Regions from separate parts of the Canis lupus genome. Here region 2 is linked to region 1. The links are chromatin contacts, called in public Hi-C maps. All regions are on one chromosome and are shown on one strand. The core of a region is the stretch at or near the end of the contact, and the rest is flanking DNA. Distances in the headings are between cores, read along the strand shown.

What was found. Hi-C and Micro-C count contacts between places; a contact is called where the count stands out from the background.
Region 2: a Hi-C map of skin fibroblasts shows a contact between it and region 1, with 3 times the contacts expected there. The contact joins the enhancer-like site here to the promoter of IGFBP5 in region 1. A contact is called at or near these places in 2 of 9 Hi-C or Micro-C datasets (amygdala and skin fibroblasts).

The regions. Positions count from the first base shown.
Region 1 is chr37:23,476,577-23,482,283 of UU_Cfam_GSD_1.0, forward strand. IGFBP5 (insulin-like growth factor-binding protein 5) reads right to left here and starts at 3,512. Exons shown (of 4, transcript XM_038585694.1): 1 at 2,366-3,512. The coding sequence starts at 2,699.
Region 2 is chr37:24,404,048-24,410,242 of UU_Cfam_GSD_1.0, forward strand. No RefSeq gene overlaps it. Among named protein-coding and RNA genes, the nearest start is that of TNS1, 240 kb to the right of the region's middle. Within about 2 kb of position 3,479, at least 2 of the 20 cell types and tissues checked have an H3K27ac peak or open chromatin away from gene starts, as enhancers often do.

The DNA.
Region 1 (5,707 bases), core at 2,262-4,761:
CCAGGAGGAAGGAGTCCCCGAAGCCATCCTGCAACCGTGCTCCGTTGGCACCTGCCAGAGGCCGGGTGGAGTCGCCAAGAAAGTCGGGGTGGGGCGGGGAGGCAGCCACGGGTTCCCCAGGAGGCGGCCAGAAGGTAGGGGTTGAGGAACAGGCTGCAGAGAAGTCTGAAAGGCATCTTGCTTGGGACAAAAGCCGGTGTCTTTGTGTGTCTCTGTGTGTATTACGTTCAACTGGAAAGTTGGATGATGAGCCAATTTGCTCTTCCAAGCGGTAGCGCGCGTGCGTGCGAGCGCCCTGCGCGCACACCCTCCGCACCAACCACATCACACCAACCACACGGTTGGGCAAATACAAGCGAGGCCAGAGCGGCTGAGTGATACCTTGCATACTTTCTTTGTGACCGGATTATTACCCAGAGCGCCCGCTTCCAAGCCAGGAAATCAATTCATACCTTTTCTCCCCCAGGCGCTAAGCTTTTCCAAATCCACATCCCCCAGGATGAGCGCGGCCAGGACCGCCTTTGAAAAGTGGCTCTTAATAAAAATAACTCCACAAACCCGGCCCCTCGGGCCTCCGGGGCCTGCGCGTTGCACTCTGTTCCTTTTTTTTTTTTTTTTGCAGGCTGCAATCCGGGGGAGGACTGGCTCTCGCAAAGTGGAGGGGCTGCCGGGGGCGGCCGGGGGGCGGCCGGCAAACCCTGCGAGGCTTGCGGGGTTCCAGGGTGAGCCCGGGAAAGTCCTGCTGCTTTGCAAGCGCTTCCGCACTCCTATCCTACACGATCGTGTCTGTAGCTGGCAGTTAGGAAAACCCAAGTCGGGGCGCCCTAATGGACGGGATGGGGGCTGGGAAGAGGGACATTGTCCCAGTAAGAAGCTACACAGAAAAAAGAAAAAATTTTTTTAGCTAAGTTTTAACCCCCTTCGGAGAGGATCAATAACCAGGTTGGTTATTCATTGGTTAAGAACCCAGATCTTTGTGCACAGCTCCTTAGATCAAAAAAAAAAAAAAAAAAAAAGACGGGAGATCAGGTAAGCGCCAAAGAAAACCCAGGCTAAGGAGGGGGGCAGAACCGTTCTGATTTAAAAAAAAAAAAAAAAAAAAAAAAGAACCGTTCTGATTGAACAGGCAGCTCATCCAACGTTTTAAACCTTAGGCTCCAGACTGAGAACTGGGGGGCGGGGCCGCGAGGGGCGGGGCCACAGTGGGGCGGGGCTACTCGGAGGAGGGCGCGGCTCCCGGAGCGTGGCTTTCCCGTCTCCGCCCAGTAGATTTTGCATTCTGCGTTTCCAGGGGCCTCTTGCATTTACACCACACCCACTTGTGATCCGGTTTGATGGATTGAGGTGGTGGTGGTGGGGGGGGGGGGGGGCTGGGGGGGCGCGGGGTGGGGGACAGATGAGCCCTGGCGGGGAAGTGGTGATGCCTGAGTCTCACATCCCTCCTTGCCCCCATATCCACCTTTCTTCCCAGGTAAAATCTGAACTGGGGCGGGGGGGGTGGGGGGGAAACAAGGAATTCGATTCAGGGACGAATACTCAGCATTATTGGATCAGAAACCCTTCTTTCCCCTCCCCCCTCCGCCCCCCGCCGACCCCCCACCTCCCCACCGCTGCAGCCCAGCGTGCCAAAGTCATTTTTCCCTTCTCGGGAGGAAAAAAGGTATTTTGCATTTTAATAATGTCTTACCACGTACCGCAAACCATCACACCAAGTCTAGAGCACTGGGTGTGCGCGGGGAGGGGCATCGGAGCCCCCCCGGCCCCCCCGGCCCCCCCGCCCCCGGCTTAGCTCCCCAGCGCCCGAGCGCGCGCGCGGGGGGTGTGCAGGGGCGGAGGGAAGGGAGCCCCGGGACCGGCCGGCAGGGGGGCGGGGGCGCGGGCGGGGGCGCAGGTGGGATTACCGCGGAGGGCCGGTGCCGCCTCTCTCTCCAGGTCCCCAGTTAAAGCAATATTTTAACAAAAGAGATTTTTCTTTTTTTTCTTTTTTTTTTTCCAAGTTCGAAAGAACCCGTGTTGGGTGGGTGGCGGAGGGAGTCTGTAGGGTAACAGGCGCCTTCTCAGACTGGGAGCTGAGCACCTGGGGGTTTGCACCGGGACGCCGACTGCAGCTCGGGGGCAGGATTCAGACGGGGGGGGGGGGGCGGGGGGGGGGAAGGAGCGAAGGCTCGGGGGGCTCGGCTGGGGGCGCGGCGCGGGGTAGCCGGGTCCGCCAGGCTCCGATTCCGAGGGGCCAGGACCGTGCCCACCCTCCTCCCGGGCTCCACCCCGGCGCCAAGCCGCTTGCGGGGCCGAGCGCGCGGGGCCGGCCGTCCCGCGTCCCCGGCCGAGCGCCGCGCAACCCGACCGGCACACCGAGCGCGCTCACCGATCTTGGCTTGCTCGCGGTAGCTCTTCTCGTTGAGGCAAACCCCGCGGCCGTGCAGCAGGGCGTGCAGCGGCTTCTCCTCGTCCTGCCGGGGGAGGCAGCGCAGCCCCTGGGCGCAGCGCTCCGTGTAGACGCCGCACGACTGCCCCTCGGCCAGGGCGCAAGTCATGCAGCAACCGCAGCCGGGCTCTTTGACCAGCTCGCAGCCCAGGGGGCTGGGGGGGCACATGGAGAGGGCTTTCTCGTCGCAGGGCTCGCAGTGCACGAAGGAGCCCAGGCCCTGGGCCGGCCCCGCACAGGAGGCCAGCAGCAGGAGGACCGCGGTGAGCACCATCTTCTCCGAGTCTTCCCCTTTACCTTGGGGCGGGGCACGAGAGCGAGAGTGTGGGGAGAAAGGGGCCAGGAGGGCGCCCGGAGAAATTAAAAAAATGTTTTTTTTTCTGGCAGGTAGAGCAGGTGCCCTCCCCCAGACAATTGCAAAATGTGGGGAGAGATGGAGGGCTGAGGTGCCTGCAAGCGAGTCCCAGTTGCAAGGATTAAAGGACTTGCAACAGGTTGGGGGAAAAAGAGCAGCGCCAGGTGCACGCGGAGGGAGTGGAGGCCAGAGAAACAACCCCCCCGGCCAGACCTGCTCAGAATTACAGGGAGGAAAAAGCCAAAAATTGTTCACCCCAAAGAAACCGCCGAAATAATGAGCTTGGAGGCTGTGGAGGAGAAGGGGGTGGGGGCGGGGGGGAGCAAAATGGGTTTGTCTTCAAAAATTTGGTTTAAGACCTAAAATGCACCCTGCCCCTAGTTCCTAACCTTCAGCTGCCTGCAGCGCGCGGCTGCCGCGGAACAGGTAAGAGGCGGCGGCGGTGGCCGCGAGGGTGGGGGAAGATGTTGAAATCAAGAAATTAAAAAAAAAAAAAAAAAAAAGCCCCCAATCCAAACCCCTAACACCTCTCTGCTCCCGCTGTGCCACCACCTCTTGGAAATTCGCAGGTTCTGCGTGAAGCTCGAAGAAGGGTGCAAACGGAAGAGGGGGTAATTAAAAGGAGCAAAAAAAAAAAAAAAAAAAAAAAAAAAAGAGAGAGAGAGAGAGAGAGAGAGAGAGAGAGAAAACCCCACACCGGTTTGCTCCTCTTTCCTAGCTCTTTCCCCCGGCAGAAGTTTCCAAAGAGACTACGGGCTCCGGTGGAGCAGGCGCTTTTAAATAGACGGCCCCTGGCTGCCAGCCAGTTTGTAGCTGCTATTTGAGCTCCCCAACACCCAACCCAGGCGAGGATGCCAAGGAGCTTTGCAGTACAAACTCACACGGGGTGGGGGTGGGGAGAGGCCTTCTAGACACACGGGGGCTCCCCTGCGCTCCCGGAGCAGTGCCCTCCTCCCCCCGGAATGCAAGTAGGGGGCACGGGGGACCGGCTGGGCTGCCTACGGGGCAGGGAGGCGTGGGGGGGGGGGTGGATAGGTGGGGGGGGTCGAGTGGAAGAAGCGAATATTCAGGAGTTGGTGGCCGCACTGAAGAGGAACTCGGTCTCCCTCCCTCCCACCCCTTAACTAGCCAAGGCTCCGGCTGCAGGGAGAAGCATTTTCTTATTAGCCAAGTGGATATATACCGTGCCCAAGAAATTCTTCCCAAGCTTTGGGAAATGGCTGTCTGCTAGTGTCTAAGTTACTATGTGAGGGGTGTGTGTGTGTGTGTGTGTGTGTGTGTGTGTGAAGGGGAGTGTTAGTGCAGGATGGCCAGCTGAGGGGAGTGAGCTGAATTAAAAGGAAAGGAAAAAAGAAAAGAGAAGAAAAACTAGATTCCCCCCACCCCCCAAAGTCCGGGGAAGGGGATAGGGGATTTGATTAAAAGCATTTTTCTCGCTGGTGGAGTGTGGAGTGACTGTCTTTGGTCATAGGATCAAGGGGTGGCCACCTTCCTTCGGCTCCTTGTTGGCCTAGGGAAGCTCTGCATGTGCGTGTGTGTGTGTGTGTGTGCACATGCTGCATGCTTGCGCACGCTTGTGGGTATCTGTGTTGTGTATGTTTGCAGGAAGGGATATTCATACAGCAGCATTGAAGGGAGCAGTGACTTACAGAGACTGGCATGTTCCAGAAGATGCTAAGTCTGAAAATCTTGCCTGGTGACCTAATGGGTCCTGGTGAGGGGTTTTGGGATGGAAGGAAGGCAGATGGGAGTGGTATTTTCCCTCCACATTCCCCCCGCCACCCCCCCCCCCCCGGGGCATCTCTGTTGGTGAGGGCCACATCTCTGGAGGGCATGGGTGACAGACCCGAGAGGCACCTTGTTAGGTTAACTGGCACACACAGTTACATCTCAGGACGGCGAGCTGACAGGGCCATAGGACTCGCTCTGAAGAGATCCTGCCCAACAACATTATTATTCTGTTGGAAAGCTCAGGCAATCTCTTCGAACACTGCTGGATCCCTTCTTTCCTTAGGAAAATGAAAGAAAGCTAAAATCTTAAAGGAAGGAAAGTGATGATTTCCTTTGTTTGTGAAACTGACCCAGTCGGGTCAGAGAGAGATGACCTGTCACTGCTGATAGGTCACCTCCCAGCTGGGAGGACGTGGGGGTGGGATTCACCCCTTTTACATTTCCCTCGGCTCTTTGGAAGTGCTCTCACTTTCCTTTGGAAAAGGGGCTGCATTTCATGAAGTTTGCCACTAGACTGCACCCTTATCTATGATAAGAATTCTTTCTGTAGGACTGCTTTTAAGAAAATATTTCTCTTGCCGGTTTGGTTCAGGAGCATCACACTGGATGCTGTTAACAGTCCCAGATCCTGATCTTTCTGCTTGCTTATCTGTTTGCTGAAAGGCACATTTTAAAAGGCTAGAGTTTAAAGTTGTGCTTTTGTTCGTAGTGCCAGAGGGGTTTTAGGTGTTGGCTGGGAGAGAGAGGAGGAGCTGCCTGTAGTGATGGAGAAACCAAAACAACAATAACAACAAAAAACCCACCCCAAACCACCCCCCCCATCTCAACAACAACAAAAAACCCCAAACTGCAAGACCTGTTTGCATTGCCTCTCCCTTCTCTCTGGGGGTCTGGGAAGGTAGGGGGAGAATTCATATTCAAAAATTCCGTTGAAATATTTGAGGAACCAGGGAGATCATGTATAATTTTCCCTTTTGTGTCAAGTTCAGACTTGAAGAGCGGCCCAACAGTGTGCGGTGTGTGTTCTGACCCCTGCTCCTATTTCTGCACCAACTCACCAGCAAAGCTGACTCCAGGCACACTGGTAGCATTTAAGATGAATGGGGAAATTGTGGTGCTCCTTCCAGAGAAACATGAGTGGCTCCTTCCAGCCACCCTCTATTCTGAGAGAGACGGCCTCCAGTGACACGTCTTTT
Region 2 (6,195 bases), core at 2,229-4,728, 930 kb after region 1:
AGAAAAACTGACAGAAACTTCTCCCAATTTAATGAAAACTATATATCAAAAAATGAACAAATGCCAAGCAAGAGAAATAGGAAGAAAATCACACCATATAATTAAATTACTCAAAACCAGTGATAAAGAGAAGCATGTTCTTAGGGATTCCTAGGTGGCTCAGTGGTTAAGCGCCTGCCTTTGGCTCAGGGTGCAATCCTGGGGTCCTGGGATTGACTCCCACATCTGGCTCCTCATGGGGAGCCTGCTTCTCCCTCTGCTTATGTCTCTCGTGAATAAACAAATAAAATCTTTTTTTTATCAAAAAAGACCAAAAAGATAGATTACAAAGGAACAAAGATCAATATCTGAGCAGATGTCTCATCCCAAACACTTTATGTGAGAAAGACAGTAGGACCACACCTTTAAAGGAGTGAAAGAAAAAAACAGAATGCTATACCTAGTGAAAAGTCTTTCTTTTAAAAAGGTGAAGTAAAGATGTTCTCAGGCATAAAAAAGCTAGAATAATAAGTCATCAGCAGACTCACACTAGAAGAAATGTTAAAGAAAGTCCATCAGGCAGAAGGAAAATGAAACCAGATGGATATTGAATCTCAGAAAGGAATGAGGAGCACCAGAAATAGTACCTTGCAGCATATAAAAAAAAAATTAACTCAGGACTCCTGGGTGGCTCAGTCAGTTACAAGTCTGCCTTCAGCTCTGGTTATGATCCCAGGGTCCTGGGGTCAAGCCCCCTCTCCTGCAGGCTCCCTGCTCAGCAGAGAATCTGCTTCTTCCTCTCCCTCTGTCCCTCTCTCCTCTTAAGCTTGTATGCTTGCACACACACACTCTCTCTCTCAAATAAATAAATAAAATCTTTTTTAAAAAATAAAATAACTCAAAACAGAAACCTAAATGTAAAGCGTAAAACTATAAAATCGTCTATAGAGAAAACCTAAATGAGAAATTCTGTGATTTCTTAAAGATAATACCAAGAGTACAGGTGATAAAAGAACAAATTGATAAACTGGTCTTTGTCAAAATTAAAAACATCTGCTCTTCAAAATCAGCATGAAAAGGTCAGACACACGTTGAGAGAAAATATTTACGAGTCATAATTCTAACGAAAAGGACTTCGATACAGGTTTATGCAGAGAACTCTCACAACTCAATAAGAAAATAAGCAGCCAATAAATAAAACAGCCAAAAGATTTGAACAGACACTTCTCCCGGAGAAGAGACACGGACCACAAATAAGCACATGAAAAAGGTCAGCATCATTACTCACTAGGGGAGTGCAAATTAAAACCACAAGCACATACCACTTGGGAAGCTAATTAAATAAGATGGCCATTGGACTGAGGTGGCTCTAATGCCCTGGCACTTATGTAAGCAAATCAAACTTATAGAAGGCACATAAATGCCTCCAGGTTACAAAACCAAAACCCCAACGATAGCTGATCACAAACAGCCAGTTCGTCTTTAAGCTATAGCCAATCAATAATCTCCCTACTTTGGTTTCATGTTTTCTTTATAAAATCTCTCCCTGAGCTCCTGTCCGTGGAGCACTCCTAACCACTTCCAGTTTGGTGCACCCGACTCATATCAATGTTCACTCAGATAAACTATTAAAGTTTGTAATATAGCTCCATGTATTTTTTAACACACTAAACCACTATTAGAACGGCTGAAATTTAAGAGATTGACCATATCGAGTGTTGGTGAGGATGTGGAAAAACTGGGACTTCCATAAACTGCCAGTGGGATTTAAAATAGGACAAGCACGTTGGCAAACAGTTGGGCAATGTCTTAAAAAATTAAATATACACCTACCATATGACCCATTCTTGGGTATTTACCCTAGAGAAATAAAAGCATATGTTTATACAAAGACCTGTACATGGATTTTCGTAGTGGCTTTATTCGTAACAGCCAAACACTTGAAACAACCCTTCAATAGGTGAATGAACAAGCAAACTCTGGTTTATCCATTCAATGGCCCACTATGCAGCAGTTACAAGGAGTGAATTCTTTTTTTTTTAAGACTTTATTTATTTATTTGACAGAGAGAGAGAGAACACAAGCAGGGGGAATGGCAGACAGAAGGAGAGGGAGAAGCAGGAACTCTGCTGAGCAAGGAGCCCAATGCGAGGCTTGATCCCAGGATCCTGGGATCATGACCTGGGCAGAAGGTAGATGCTGAATGAGCCACCCAGGCGCCCCTGAGGAACGAACTCTTAACATGCACGATGACATGAATGAATCCCAAAATAAGTATGCTGGGTGAAAGAAGCCAAACAAGGTAACATAAAACATATTTTTCCATTTGTAGAAAACTCTAGGAAATTCAAACCAACCTATGGAGACATAAAGCAGATCACTGATCTCATGGTGGAGAGGAGCGAGAGAGGACTCCCAAGGGCCACAGAGAAACTCTGGGGGATTACGGACAGGTTGGTAACTTGATTCTGGTGAGGGTTTCACAGGTATATATGTATGTTGAAACTTGCCAGCTCGTAAGCCTTGAATACATGGAGTCTGTGGTGTGCCCATTACACTTCCATAAAGCTATTTTTAAGAACAGGATCTAGCAGGTAATGAGAACTCAATGAATAGTTGTTGAATTAAAAAGAAAAAGAAAACTAACAGTTACAAAGAGGAAACCATTCCCCACCTGGGCATCTTGGGACGCTCGGGCCCTGGGGCTCCCATATAGGGTCCAGCCCCATGGTGATCCCCAGGTCCATACATTCCCTCTCCACATGCTTCCACATGGATCGAGGTGACAATACAACTACTCCAAGGCCACTCTGTTAATATCTACGGGGAAATGAGAATGTATATGAATTCCCCCCAGGGACCAGAGTGGCATCAGCTCTTTATTTTCCATAATCCATATAAAAGTTTGCCTTTTATCCAGGCATAATACCTGACTTAGGCTAAAATAAAAGAGTTTACCCTTTACAATAGAAGCACAAATACAGTATAGGGCAAAAATGATGCATGAGTGGGCCATTTGTTTTTAACTACTCTGCACCATGGTCTTACTAAAAACCTAATGAGGATTTTTCAATATCTCTATTAAACTGCCTTTCCCCCTAGTTAGGAACCTTCAAATGACCACTGAAGGGTCTAATTTATGACCCCAGAGCCCACGGCTACTTCATTTATGTTCATTTATATTTAAAGCAGTTCCCACTCATCAACATGTGTTTCTTATCTCGCAAGGATTTTCACAGCGCCCTGTGGGAGTAAGTGGAGCGGACACATTATCCCCTCCTCACAGATGAGAAAACCCAGGCACGAATGTGAAGAGATGTGCTCCATATGTCACGGCAGAGAAGCTGCAGGCTGACAGGCCCCATGACTGCCCACGCGGCCTCCCAGCAAAGTGGGGAGAAGGAAGCCGTGCCGCCGGCCAGTGCCTCTCGGGGGCCGTGACCTTCTCCAGCTCTCTGGGGTCAGAGGAAGCTGTTCCATGAGGTCATCCATGGGAGTCCCGGGGCCCGAGCGTCCCAAGTCCTATCTGCCGCAAAGACTCACCCTCCTGCCTTTACTCTCTCATCAGCTGGGAGAGGATATGAATCTGATTACTGAAGAGCCAGGAGATTCCATGGTTCTGGAAGCCAAAGTGGATGCCTTTTGTCCAACTCAGCTCTGTCCCTAGAGCCAGCAGGCAGTTGAAATAGATCTCAGACACCGACTGTGCTGGGAACCCAAGGTCAGAGAAGAACACAGACCTCCTACGTTTCACCACCACGAGACCTGCTGCGTGGGGCTGGGGTCTCAGACGCAGAAAGCAGGAGGGACAGGGCTTCTCCAAGGAGAAACGTGGGAGAATGGAGGGCTGGTCTTACAGCACAAGGCCTGGGAACCTCCTGCATTCCAGCATCACGGGCTCTCGCCCCTACCATAAGGCCACAAGCCCAAGAGGTCAGTTATAAGGCCAAAGGCCAGTACATCAAGTGCCAGACCCTTAGCCCCAACTGGCTTTAAAACCAACCAGCCAGACACCAGCAGGGATCTGCCGCTGGAGATGGGGAAGTCATTCAGGAGGTCGGTAGAGAAGATCACCAACCATGAGGTCAGACAAACCTGCTTGCAGACCCAGCTCTCCAGCTTCTTAGCTGTGCAACCTCGGGCAAGTGGCTTTGCCTCTCTGAGCCTTGGTTTCCTCAGAGAATGGGCATGACAAGAAGGGCCTACCTCACTGGGTTGCCATGAGGATTAAACGGGTTAATGCACAAAACAAACAAACAAAAAAAAAGAATTTAGCAAGGTGCGGAGTACACGGGAAGCACCCACTAAATATTAGTTTCTGTTATAATTCCACTTGGAGACAGAGGGAAGGAAGGGGACAGTGTGACCTGTCCGGGGTTTGCTGGATGGGTCCCCATGGAGGAGGGAAGTAAAACAGGGCAAAGGAAGCCAAACCAGAGCACGCGGATGCTAAAAGTGGACACAGGAGGCCACTAGATCCTCTACATCCTTCGTCTGTCATCTAATTGTTGTTTTCACTCGACAGATGACGAGATGAGACTCCGCTGGCTCCATGGCAGGGCCCCCCAGCAGCTCCGGTTCCACTAGGGACCCTGCTCCTGGGTTCTGTCCACTGCTCTTTGTCGGCCTGGGTCCCTTCCCATCTGGAGAGCCACTGGGGACAGGATGTGCCTCTCGGCCACCCTCTTCCAGCACCGTGCAGAGAACGGATGACCTGCCTGGGGATCGTGCCACCTTCCCGCCATGGCACCTGTGAACATGCATCGGAGCTGCACAGTGACAGGCTGTGAATGCCACCCCACCATAAGGAGAGCACGGCCCCCCAGGCCCCACCCCAGCATCCCTCCTGCCCTGCATTAGAACCACAGGACACAGACCTTCCAGCCTTCATCCCGCCTACTGTGTTGCAAGCCAGGCCCAGGCAGCTCGGTGCTAAATCAGTCCTTGGGGTGGGGAGTGTAGAAAGGTGCACGGGGATAAATCATTCGGGCCCTGCTTGCCAGCAGAACAAGTGCCGACCAAGTCACAAGGTTGGCTGCGACAAGTGTCTTAGAGGCAGAGGTGCAGATAAAAGGCTCCGGAGGTTCCAGGAAGGGAGGCGAGCCTTCCAGCTGGAGGGCAGGGAGCAGGCATTTGACCCAGGTGGCATTTCTGTGCCCCAGACAGCCAAATCCGTGGGGATTTAGCTCCTGACTTTCCCTGGTGAGACGTGGGAACAGGTGATGGAGGCGGCTGGTAGCACTCCTCTGAAGGCCTGGAAGGGGATCCAGAGCCGAAATGTGGGCACCCCCTCCTCCAACCTTGCTCCAGCCTCAGCCTGGGACTTGTCATGCCTCCCCCCTACACACATACACACACACACACACACACACACACACCTGAGAGCTCCTAAAAGAGCCTTGCTGTATTTGCATGTGGAAAGGGTCTCACCAAGAGCCCTTGGGTGACTTCAGAGCCCACGAGACTGGGAGAGAGCTCTGAGATCTCATCTCCTCTGCCCTCAGCTCACCACGAGTCCCTGGGCTCTGGAGGACTCCTCACAGACCTCGGCCATTCAACGAGCAGGAACGGTGCCCCTCTACTCTCAGTCCTGGGTTAAATGCTGTGATCTCATTCAAAAGGTGGGAAGGGGTGGGGTACATAGGACTAGATGGAAAGTGCACACTTCACCTGTCCCTAACATCTCCAGGCTTCTTGGGTCCTCTTTCTCCCTTTACTTCCTTCATGCATCCATTTATTCAACAAATGTTTATTGAGCCCAAGCCCTCCCCGAGGCCCGTGGCCTCTCCCTCCTTTCAGAGTTTGCCTTCTTTGCAATAGTGCTTCTCAAATTGAAAATTCACCCTCTGCCACAGAAACACAAAGTGGTTGTAAGCCAAGGACTTCCAAGGGTTCCTGTCACTCCCACCGCATACTGCACCAGGACCTTAGCTGCAAATCTGGGGCCACAGACACAAGGACTGGTGCCTCCAAGTCCAGCTCCTATCTGTGCAACCTGTGCACACATGTGGAGCCTCTGAGCTCAGAAGCGCCCCGCGTTGGCCTTGATGAGGCTCTGCTGTCACCATCTTGGAGTTCTTAGTAATTTTATGTTTGTGTTTTATAAGTGAAGCCCAATAGGACACAACCGTGCCCATGAGCGGAACAGAGATGAGCATTAGCTCGCCCACCATTCTTGGCCTCCTCATCTGCAGACAGCATGTGTAATTCCTCTGA